2 separate regions of the Anser cygnoides genome follow, and region 1 is linked to region 2. A link is a contact called in public Hi-C data. All regions are on one chromosome and are shown on one strand. Each heading gives the region's core, a stretch centred on a gene start, on an enhancer-like site or on the middle of the called end of the contact. The rest is flanking DNA. Distances are from core to core; before and after follow the strand shown. Region 1 holds the start of ZFAT (zinc finger and AT-hook domain containing). Region 2 holds the start of ST3GAL1 (ST3 beta-galactoside alpha-2,3-sialyltransferase 1).

Region 1 (5,002 bases), core at 1,933-4,432, 520 kb after region 2:
TTTTTTAAACACCTCACCAGTAACAGACCTGCCTGAAAGCCCAAAGTAATCTGTGTATGAAAGGAGCCTTCAGAGGAGGTAAGTCCCTAGCAAAATAAGCTTTTCAATTTACTTTCACTCCATAAGGGCTTGGAGAGGTTTCCATGAAAGCTCCCTTGACAATGGCAAACAGTTTAAAGACAGCCTCAAAATCAAGGTAAGAAGTGCACTACTCTAAAACAAAAACCTAAGAGGCACAATACACAGCCCTACAACGAGATGGTCCTAAACCACAGACCAACAAAGCAAACCAAACACCACAGCTTATTGCTGCAGAGGTCCATTTTCAGCTTAGAACTCGGGATGCTTTAACTTGAAAATCTAAAAGAAGGGGGAAAAAAAAGTTCTTTTAAAGGTATAAACGTAAGTACAGCCAACAACACAGCACAGTTCGGTAGGAGCTGCAGGTGAATAAATCAGAATCCTCCTAGCTGGGAAGGAGGGAACCGGAGGGTAGGGAAAGGCAAAGAGTTATGAAGGAGGAGATGAAACCTCTGACACCTGGCGGCACTAAGGGACAGGGCTTACTGAAGGGCTGCAGTAGGCCAGGCTGCTGTTGGACACGGGGATCTTGAAGGTCTTTTCTGAGCTAGGGGACTCCAGGACCCCGCTGTCTGCTCACGTTAGCGCATCTGCCCCCACTGCTGTGCTGGAGGAAGAAAAGAACAAACAAGGGGAGGCACTTCTGGGGCTCTAAGGTGGGCGCACATCTGTAGGGATAGCAATGTAGTAGACAAAGCCTTGGGATTATTTGACACAATGGTTTGACATCGTCATCTCCAATGAACAGGTAGAGAAAGAAGGGAGTAACAGGCCGCAGTACTGCTTTTTGACAGATGTGCCAACTTCGGGCAGTTAACTTGAGTTACGAGCAGACTGGGTATCACAAATTACATCGCCTTGCTTCAGAGCTGTCCAAGATACCACCAGAAAGCAGAACCTGCCTCGTGCCTCGTTGTGAAGCTGCCCCAACAGGGAAAAGGCACAAAGCTCTTACTCCTCTCCTCTGTCTGAAGCACATCCTTCCATTCTCACAATACCCCAAAGCACTGTATTTAACCTCTGCATTACTAAATTTGTCAAAAAAAATACTTTAAAACTACTGATGTTTAATCAATGAAGGCAGATATACATATATGATTTTATTTATTAGTTTTTACACACACTAGCTTTCTGTAACTTTTTCCAGAAGTATGTGTAAAGTTCTTCAAAAGAAGACACCCCCTACACACACTTATGTTGCCTAGAGTATAAATTCAGGACTGGATTAAAAGGGATCTTCTATTAACAAGTTTAGACCACTACCAAAGGCAACAAGTCTTCTCCACAAATGGCTCTGTATGAAAACATAATAAAATAAAGAAGCTTATCCGCAGCAGTTCAGAATAATCAATATATCGAATATATAAACAAAGTAGTTTTTCCATCATTTAAAAAGATACATGTCCATAAAGACTTTGCCTTGTTTAACGTTCTAATATCGCCCTCATGTGGTTAAATGCAACACTGCAGGAGCCCCCACAAAAATACACTAGGTTATAGCACTGTAATACCCAAAACATTTGGAAGCCCTCACAGAATGAGCACAGAGGATGCACTCAGCCATCACCTTCAGGATGATCTGGCTGAGATGCTCTGAACCTGGCTTCTGGAAGCACACCCAAAGGAAACGCTCCCTTTGGGTGCAGCATCTATCGGGCACCGAACGCTCACAGCAGATCTGGGTTCAACTGCTCTCACAGTGCTCATTTTATTAAGACAAATGTGCTTGAATAAATGAGGAATTATTATTAGTAGTAGTAAGAGAATTAGTTTCCCATCTAAATCACAGAATCATAGAATCATTAAGGTTGGAAAAGACCTCCAAGACCACCTGGTCCAACCGTCCCCCTACCACCAGTGTCACCCATCAAACCGTGTCCCTAAGCACCACGTCCAACCTTTCCTTGAGCACCCCCAGGGACGGTGACTCCACCACCTCCCTGGGCAACCCGTCCCAACGCCTGACTGCTCTTCCTGAGAGAATATAAAGTGGTCCTGGAATGCTTTTACAAAATAGTACTCAGGCAACACAACACTTGTTGGGTATTCCGCTGTTTAGATTCAAGTTATTCTCCTGTTCCCTCTCTGGCATAAAATTCTGAGCTGTACTGTCTATGAACACTGCCCAGGAGAGCCAGAAATAATTTGGGATCCTAAATATCAATTAAAAATTCATCTCCAGGAATGACAGCTGAAAGCTAGATGTCAGTCTACAGGGCAATTAACCGGCATTAAAGCATTGCAACATCACCTCACAAACCCATACAACAAACACAGGGTTGTGAAACGCAGACAGCACATACACAGTATTATGTTGGCTGTCACGTCTGTGTTACTTCATTTTTTAGGGACATGGTTTATGGGTGATGTTGGTGGCAGGGGGGTGGTTGGACCAGATGATCTCGGAGGTCGTTTCCAACCGTAGCGATTCTATGATTCCGCACGTAAATCCCCACAAAACCCTAACCAACACACGAAGGTGACAGAGCAGTGCCAGAACTCAGCGTTAACTATCACACCCCGCTGAATACTGGGGACACAACAGCTCCGGCGAGCGGCCGAGGACAGCCGAGGGCAGCTGAGGTCCGCTTCAGGACCCGCCGTGCCTCAGCCGCCCCTTCCCCCAGCGGCTCCCTCAGAGCCGCATCACCTCGGGAGCGCGTAATCCTTCCGCCGCCCCACTGCCCCGCGCTGCGCCCCGCTGCTCCCCGACCCTTTTCCAGCAGCCCCGGCCCCCCGTCGCCCTCAGCGGCAGCGCGATGGCTGATAAGGGTGGGCAGGGGGCGGCGGCTGCCCGCCTTCCTCGGGGGACTACTTTCTCACGCGGAGGGGTACGCGCGCCGGGACTTATTTCCTCCCCCCTTCCCTCAGCGCCCGGCCCCTGTCAGCGGCCCCGTGCGCGCTCCCCCGCCCGGCCCGGCCCCGGCCCCGCTCACCTGCAGCCGCAGCCTCCATCACCGGGCGGGGAAAGGGGCTGGGGGCGGCGGCGGGAGGAGCGGGGAGGGGGGCAGCTGACCGAAACCCCAACGGCGCGGCCTGGTCGGGAAAGGGAAGAGCCCAAATTTTTAAAAAAAAAAAAAAAAAAAAAAACCGCTCCGAGCCGCGCGGCCCTTCCTCCTTTAAAAAAATAAATAAAATTATTTTGATGGATTTGGGGCGGCGGGGGGGGGGGGGAAGAGGGGGGGTAAGGCTAGCCAAGCGGCGGGTTATGGCGAATCTGCGGCGCCCGACACGGCGGCTTCTTCCGCAGCGACGGGGGGCGGGGAGGGGGAGAGGGCGGGGCCCGAGGGGGGGGGGGAGGGAGCGGGAGGGGGGCGCGCGCGCGCCCCGCCCAACGGCTGAGGGGCGACCGTTGGGCGGGGCGCGCGCCGCGCCCTCCCCTCAGGCGGAGCGAGGGCTCCCGGCTCCCCTTAGATCACCTCAAAAGCTTCTGTATGTTACATTTACGTCCATTTAGTTCAAAAACGATGAAAAAAAAAAAATCATAGTTTATAAGAACACGCGTGACAAAACTGGAAACCCAGTGGCTGATAATACTGCCTCATGTATACTGGGACGTATTTGTACAAGTTTAACCAAAAAATTCCACAATGTTAAAGGATCTGTAAATAAACACTAGTTCTTAGGGTGTTTCACATACTGTTTACGACTGTGCTGTGTTTTGTAAATTTATTTTTTACGGGAATGTGCCTCAAAAGTTACACACGCCTTAGCCATACTTCATCATGTGTTAGCTATGGTGAATCACACAATTTTTTTCACTCAGCTCCAAAGTTTTTATTCAGATAGTAAGTTCTTTCTTTATTATTTTTTTTTTATTCTTGAAATGAGCCTGATGACAGGTATTTCCATGAGGGAATGGCCTCAAGTTGCACCAGGGGAGGTTCAGGTTGGAAACGAGGAGACATTTCTTCTCAGAAAGAGCAGCCAGGCGTTGGGACGGGTTGCCCAGGGAGGTGGTGGAGTCACCGTCCCTGGGGGTGTTCAAGGAGAGGTTGGACGTGGTGCTTGGGGACATGGGTCAGTGGGTGACATTGGTGGTAGGGGGATGGTTGGACCAGGTGACCTTGGAGGTCTTTTCCAACCTTAATGATTCTATGATTCCATGACAAAATGCAACAAGTTACATCGGAGTACTCACAAACACCCACTTTTACCTCACGTTTTTCTGTTTTATTGCTTTTCTGCTTTGTTTCTACGCTAATAATCACCAAATATCAGTTTTATCACCTTCACTCTTAAATCATCATAAATGTTGTACGTATTCAATATTAATTAACTTAGTATTGAACTCCAGTGTCTGTCACTGTAATTAATTTCAGTGCAAATGACTTCACAGAAATTGCATTATCCTTCCTAAACATTGATGATATTATATTATCTATTTGATTTTTTTGTTGTTGTCATACTGCAGATGTATTCAATTAAGCATAGAGAGCAAAACTTGTGAAAACAAGAATTAATTTTGGCATTAACTCCAGTAATAAACCTAAATAATTTCCTGTTGTAAGAGAAATAATGAATACATATTTACTGAGAAGTTGCCTTTAAAATAACTTACAAATATCGCTGCTTACATGGCATCATGACAAGCAAAATTCAGCCACAGGCAGAAGGCCTCAAAACCTATATATTCCTTAGGCCAGTTTTTAATTTAGAAAACAGTTCTATAATGATCCACATTTTCTAAATACTGCCTCCAGAGCCCCAAACCCAATTCACCACAATTCTGGGACTGAGCCATCTCTCCCATCACTTGGGCATTTTATTCCATCGTAATGCCAAAAATTCTTAGTTGCAAGAGCGATCGGTCTCGGTGGTCTTTTTGTCTTTGTGGAAGCAACCTCTGTACTACCACCATGTCCTTAAAGACGGTCGGGCTGATGTCTGCAATTTTCCTCTTTGCATTACTTTTTTTTTC
Region 2 (5,263 bases), core at 1,775-4,274:
AGACCCAGGGTGTTCGTGCACGCTGAAATGGCTGCTTGCCGTCACAGCCAGCATCATGGGAGCGATTGCTGACCCTGCCGGAGCGATATAAATGCTGTCCCCATTCCAAGGCCAAACTCCATGTAGATGGGCTTACTGGGAAATCTGTCTTCTTATCGCAGCTGATCATACGTGTTTGTTAGGTATTGTACAGAGACACCTATTGACTGCTATAGCTGCCTGTGGAGCAGATTAAATACTTCTGACAAAACTTGAACTGTGAAACTAGGATTATTGGCTACAACTGTACTCGCCACAATTTGTTTGTTCTGACTGGTAAGAGAGTCTGGTGTGAGGAGAGGAAAAAAAAAGTTATAGAAACTCTACGCAGAGCATCTGACTAATAAAACCAAACACAAAAATGCATCCTTATTCTGTGTTCCCTCAGCTGGCACCATAAAAAGCTCCACCAGGTGGTGGGATTAACAGCACTTTAAATTTTCTGTGGAGCTGGATTTGCTCTTACTCCTCTGCTTTCAAAAGCACATTTCTGCTTCACCACACTTTTGAAAATACTTTTGAAAGAAGCTCTTAATAAAAACATATTATTGCTATCATTTAATGACAGCATTTACAATGTATCTGGGATAAAAGATGCTGTTGTAGCCAAGAAGATGGAACTGCTATCTGCATGACCCTAATTTCCCCTCAAATAACTCCCAGTTTTCCATCAAAAGAAAATCAAATTGATAAGCAGATACAAAGCCTTAAACAAAGTGATGTTTAGTGTTAAAAGTTCCCTTCCTCAGCTGAGATGCTATCACCATTACTAATATCATCAAGTTTGGAAGAAAAACTGCAAGCAAGGCTGCAGGTACCTTTCTGGTCGGGATACGTGAAAAATTCATACAAACAGCTGTCTCTACTGCACAGTCCAACTGTGCACAAATTGAGTGAGCCAAAAGAATAGGGAATTGGATTTTTCTCTCCTTTTGCTTTGTCCGAGACTGTGCTCTTACATGCTACTAGCAGAAAGGTAAAATACAAGTATATCAGACAGGAGAGTACTTTAAAAAACTATTGTTATTGAGGAGAAAAAAAAAACAGGTTTGGGAGGACCACAGTCTGGGGCTTTGTCTTTGCTGAGGCAAAGGATTTAAACCTGCTGAAATGTTATCCTACAGCAGCACCAAAATAGAGTAAATAAAGTGAGAAATCGGCAGAGGAAGAGCACCAAGTTCACTGTGGACCCACACTGGAGTTTTTACTGCTTCAGGGATAATCAAGAAAACAAGTGCCCTTAACTTATTAAAAAGAAAAAAATCCACCTTTTTTTTTTTATCCGGTCATTCCCTTCTCCACCCCCCAGCCTCAGCCTGGAAGTGCGTTCAAACAGATTAGAAGCTATCAAGTTCCCAGAAGGGACCTCAAGCACAGCCATGCCCTGCAGATAGCCACCGGCCGCTGCCAAAAGCCAGAGAGGGGCCCTGGGACAAACCCCAGATTCTAACCGGAGAGCAGCTCTGCCGATCCCTTACAAACAGTGGGCAGAGCCCCACGGGCTTTGGACAAAGCCCTAAGAATTGAGGAGGGGTGAACATATCGGCTGCAGAAGGCCCTGGCTGGCATGGACCGCGCGGGACACTAGGAGCGGAGATCCAAGTGTTTCAAAGCAGATGCTTCCCACGACCACCCCTCCAGCTACAGCCATGTCAATAACCCCCAGGAGGAGCGTGCTGCTGCTAACTGAGTATCTTCTCAACTGCCAAGCGGCAGGAAGGCTGCTTAGAGGCGGCTGGCTCTTCATTTTCCCTTCTGTCACCGAAGGGCACCAATGTAAAGGAACTCCTGGGGACAGGATCAGAGGGAAAGGTGGAGTTTCTTTTTCATATCCTCGAATTTCCTGTCTCTTTTCCACACTGAAGTTTAATTTCCTTTTCAAAAAGGGCTTTTGGAGCTTATGAAAATTGACCCAAAAGATTACAAGGGCTTTGTCACCCTTCCAATCTCTCTGAAGGATCCATAATTAGGGAGGTTTTTCCTTTAACATGTGTGCCCAGCAGGCAAATATATAATTTAGACTTACAATTATATGAAAGAGTTATTTCTGTGTGTTGGACACATACACACTCAACCTTGACAAATAGTTGAAAAATCCTGCAAGTCTCAAAGGAGTAAATATGCATCCAGGCATTTTATTTTTTTATTTTTTAACTAGTTTGTTTTCTGTTTCTGCCAAAACTAAAATCAATCATTACAAGGACAAAGGTTCCACGCTCGCTGCTGAGACATCTCCAGCGCAACACCAACACACCTAACAAACAAACTCGGAGATTAGTTATTTATACTCCGCTGGAGACTCATTCTGCGAGCAGGGATGTGCTGGTACCTCAGGCAGCCAGCCTGCTTTCCCCTAACGGAGCAACACTGCCTTCCCTCCCTCGCCGCACAGCCCACCCAAGTGAAAAAAATAAATAAGCAAAGAAATGAATCCATACAAACAGCGGGCTGTGGGACTCCGTTAGGCTTCTCCCCAGCCACCCAGCCACGGAAGGGGGCTGCCCGGAGCCTCTCCGTGCCCCCCAGCCCACCTCTGCCCCTCTGCGGGGATTTTTGGGGGGCGCAGCCCGGCGGGATGGGGCGCAGCCGCCCCGCTCCGGAGCGGCCGGCGGAGGATGCTGCGGGCTCCGGCGGGGCCACCCTCTGCCTCCAGATGATCACAATAACACCGCCACCCCCCCTCCTCCCCCAAAAAAATAAATAATAATAACAACCAACTTAAGCGAACGAGGAGCAGCAGGGGGAGCGGGAGGATTTGCAGGTAAGCGGGGGAGGAGGAGGAGGAGGAGGAAGAGGAGGGAGCCCGGTACTCACGGCGGGGCGCCGGGGGCCGGCTGGCGGCCAAACCCCATGGCCGGGGAAAGGGCGAACCGATCGCTGCCGGATCCTCGCCGAGCTGCTGCAGCCTCCGCTCCCCCGTCCCTCCCCTTCCCTCCCCGGCAGGGCTTCCTGCCCGCTCATATAGCGCGCCCCCAGCCACGTGGAAGGAGCCGGGGCCCCCGGCGGCTCCTCCTCGGAGCCGGGCGAGGCGGAGCCGCCCCCTTCTGCCCCCCCCCCCCCCTCCGCCCCCCTTTCCGCGGCTCTCCGCGGTGCTGCGCGGCTGCTGCGCGGCGCAGGAGGCGCAGGAGGCGCGGGGCGCGCAGGAGGCGAGATGCGCGCACAGCCCGTCCCCGCCGGCCGCCAGCCCAAACTTCGCCCCCGCCCCATCCACCGAGGCGAAATACCTGCTCCTGACACCGCCCTGCGTCGGCCCCCCCCCCCCCCCCCCGAAACGCTTTCGCCCCCCCTCGTTTTCCCCTCCGCGCCCCAAAAGCTCTCCTTGTCTGAAAATTGCGCCCGCGCGGATCCCCGGCGCCGAGCGCAGGAGGGAAAGCGGAGAGAAATTCAGGGCTTCCCGTGGGGAGAGCGCGTTTTGCGTCATTAATGATGATTAAAACAAAAAAAAAAAAAAAAGAGCACATAGTAAATAATGCCTTCTTCGCGTCCAGTATCTGACGTTTTTAAGGTTACTATAAAATGCTGCGGAATTAAAAAGCGTCGTTAAAGAACCCCCAGACAGATACTTGCAACTGGTAAAGTGTCTGGTGAAACTATTTGACGCAATGCCGGCTTTAGGCACCTATCCTGTGGGTGCTCAAAGTCCGTGCAGGTTTCAGCCTCACCAACTTGTTTCCACTCCCTCACTTCTCTGGATTGTCCAGCTTTTCATTTCTATTTTAACTCCGGGATTGCAATTAACAAAGAAATCCTTTGGATTATTCTGAAAGCTCTCTGAGGCCAAAACCAGTGTCAAGTGTTTCAGCAAAATGTAACAATGGGCACCCCAAGGGGAGAGAGCAGATTTGGGCTGGTGTTTGCCCTCCCTGCATTTGCTCTCTTTTCAGTAGGTAACCTGCCATCCTCCAAACAAGCCAACTGCCATCGCGGCTAGGCCAAGAAGCAGAAGTTAAAATAGAAAAATCAGCATTTGCTGTGTACGCAGTTGCCAAGAAGCTATTTCTCCTCGCCTGTGTAAATAAATTGCTGTTCAGCAATGGCTGGCTTGCTCTGAAAGACTCGCGGGGAAGCTAAGCGCTATCACCGTGCTATTGCTGGAGGAAAGAGGAGGCACGGGTGGGAGCGTGGCCAACAGATGCCCCATCCCCAGATCCTCCAATACTTGGGCTGAATAAGACCCAAGGTGTTCGTGCACGCTGAAATGCACTGCAATGGCTGCGTGCTGTCACAGCCAGCATCATGGGAGCGATTGCTGACCCTGCCAGAGCGATATAAATGCTGTCCCCGTTCCAAGGCCAAACTCCATGTAGATGGGCTTACTGGGAAATCTGTCTTCTTATCGCAGCTGATCATACGTGTTTGTTAGGTATTGTACAGAGACACCTATTGACTGCTATAGCTGCCTGTGAAGCAGATTAAATACTTCTGAAAAAAAAAAATTTTGTAACCGTGAAACTAGGATTATTGGCCACAACTGAACTCTGAACTCTGTTCTGACTGGTAAGAGAGACAGGTCATCTACATATATGTTATTTCTGCTGAGAAAATGAACAATATTCTTTATTTAGATGCGCAAGAGGCACTGCAGTTACTTTACACAAATGTCGTCATTAGAACAATGTAATAAGTAGTGAAAACAAGAACGTGAACTTTATAAAGGTATCTGATAGCAATTGACTTTGCCATGTTTGATAGATGGTTTGATCTCAGCCAGTTAGGTCATCTTGCCTTATTTACTTATTTATTTATGTTGCAAACTAAACACTGAACTGCTGTCCTATCTGTTCAGATTTCTCAGAACTGCCGTGGTGTCCTCTGATCCTAAGCCTGCTGTGGCAGCTGAGAACTGCTCAGAGGTTTGAAACAGGTATTTAGATCAGGTCCTCAGCAGCCTCCACAGTGTCCAGAATCTGACTCCGGGGTTAAGGTGCTTTAAAAATCAAGGAGGAAAGAACCCAAAAAAGCATGCAGCATCTTCCTCTGGTTGCTGTTGGTGCTTGTATGGCAAGGAGATGGAAGAGCTCGGTGGGACTGAACGTACGGCCAGTGCTCTCAGCATCTGCTTCACAGCACCTAGATGCAGAACTGTGTCTGAGAGAGCTTTACATCAGTGCAGGATTTCCTTCGATGCCAAACAATTACACAGTGACACATTTTTACCTTCTAGGACTCATTAGTGCTGGACATGGGAGCATCCGCTGTGGGTGGCAGTTGTGATATGGCAGAA

What was found. Hi-C and Micro-C count contacts between places; a contact is called where the count stands out from the background.
Region 1: a Hi-C map of liver shows a contact between it and region 2, with 1.6 times the contacts expected there. The contact joins the promoter of ZFAT here to the promoter of ST3GAL1 in region 2. A contact is called at or near these places in 2 of 7 Hi-C or Micro-C datasets (granulosa cells and liver).

The regions. Positions count from the first base shown.
Region 1 is chr2:156,295,242-156,300,243 of Taihu_goose_T2T_genome, forward strand. It overlaps ZFAT (zinc finger and AT-hook domain containing), which reads right to left and starts at 3,183. Exons shown (of 19, transcript XR_010828828.1): 1 at 3,018-3,183.
Region 2 is chr2:155,771,748-155,777,010 of Taihu_goose_T2T_genome, forward strand. ST3GAL1 (ST3 beta-galactoside alpha-2,3-sialyltransferase 1) reads right to left here and starts at 3,025. Exons shown (of 6, transcript XM_066990761.1): 1 at 2,854-3,025. The coding sequence starts at 3,000. It overlaps LOC106043263 (a long non-coding RNA gene), which reads right to left. Exons shown (of 3, transcript XR_001211591.3): 2 at 5,197-5,263; 3 at 4,493-5,109.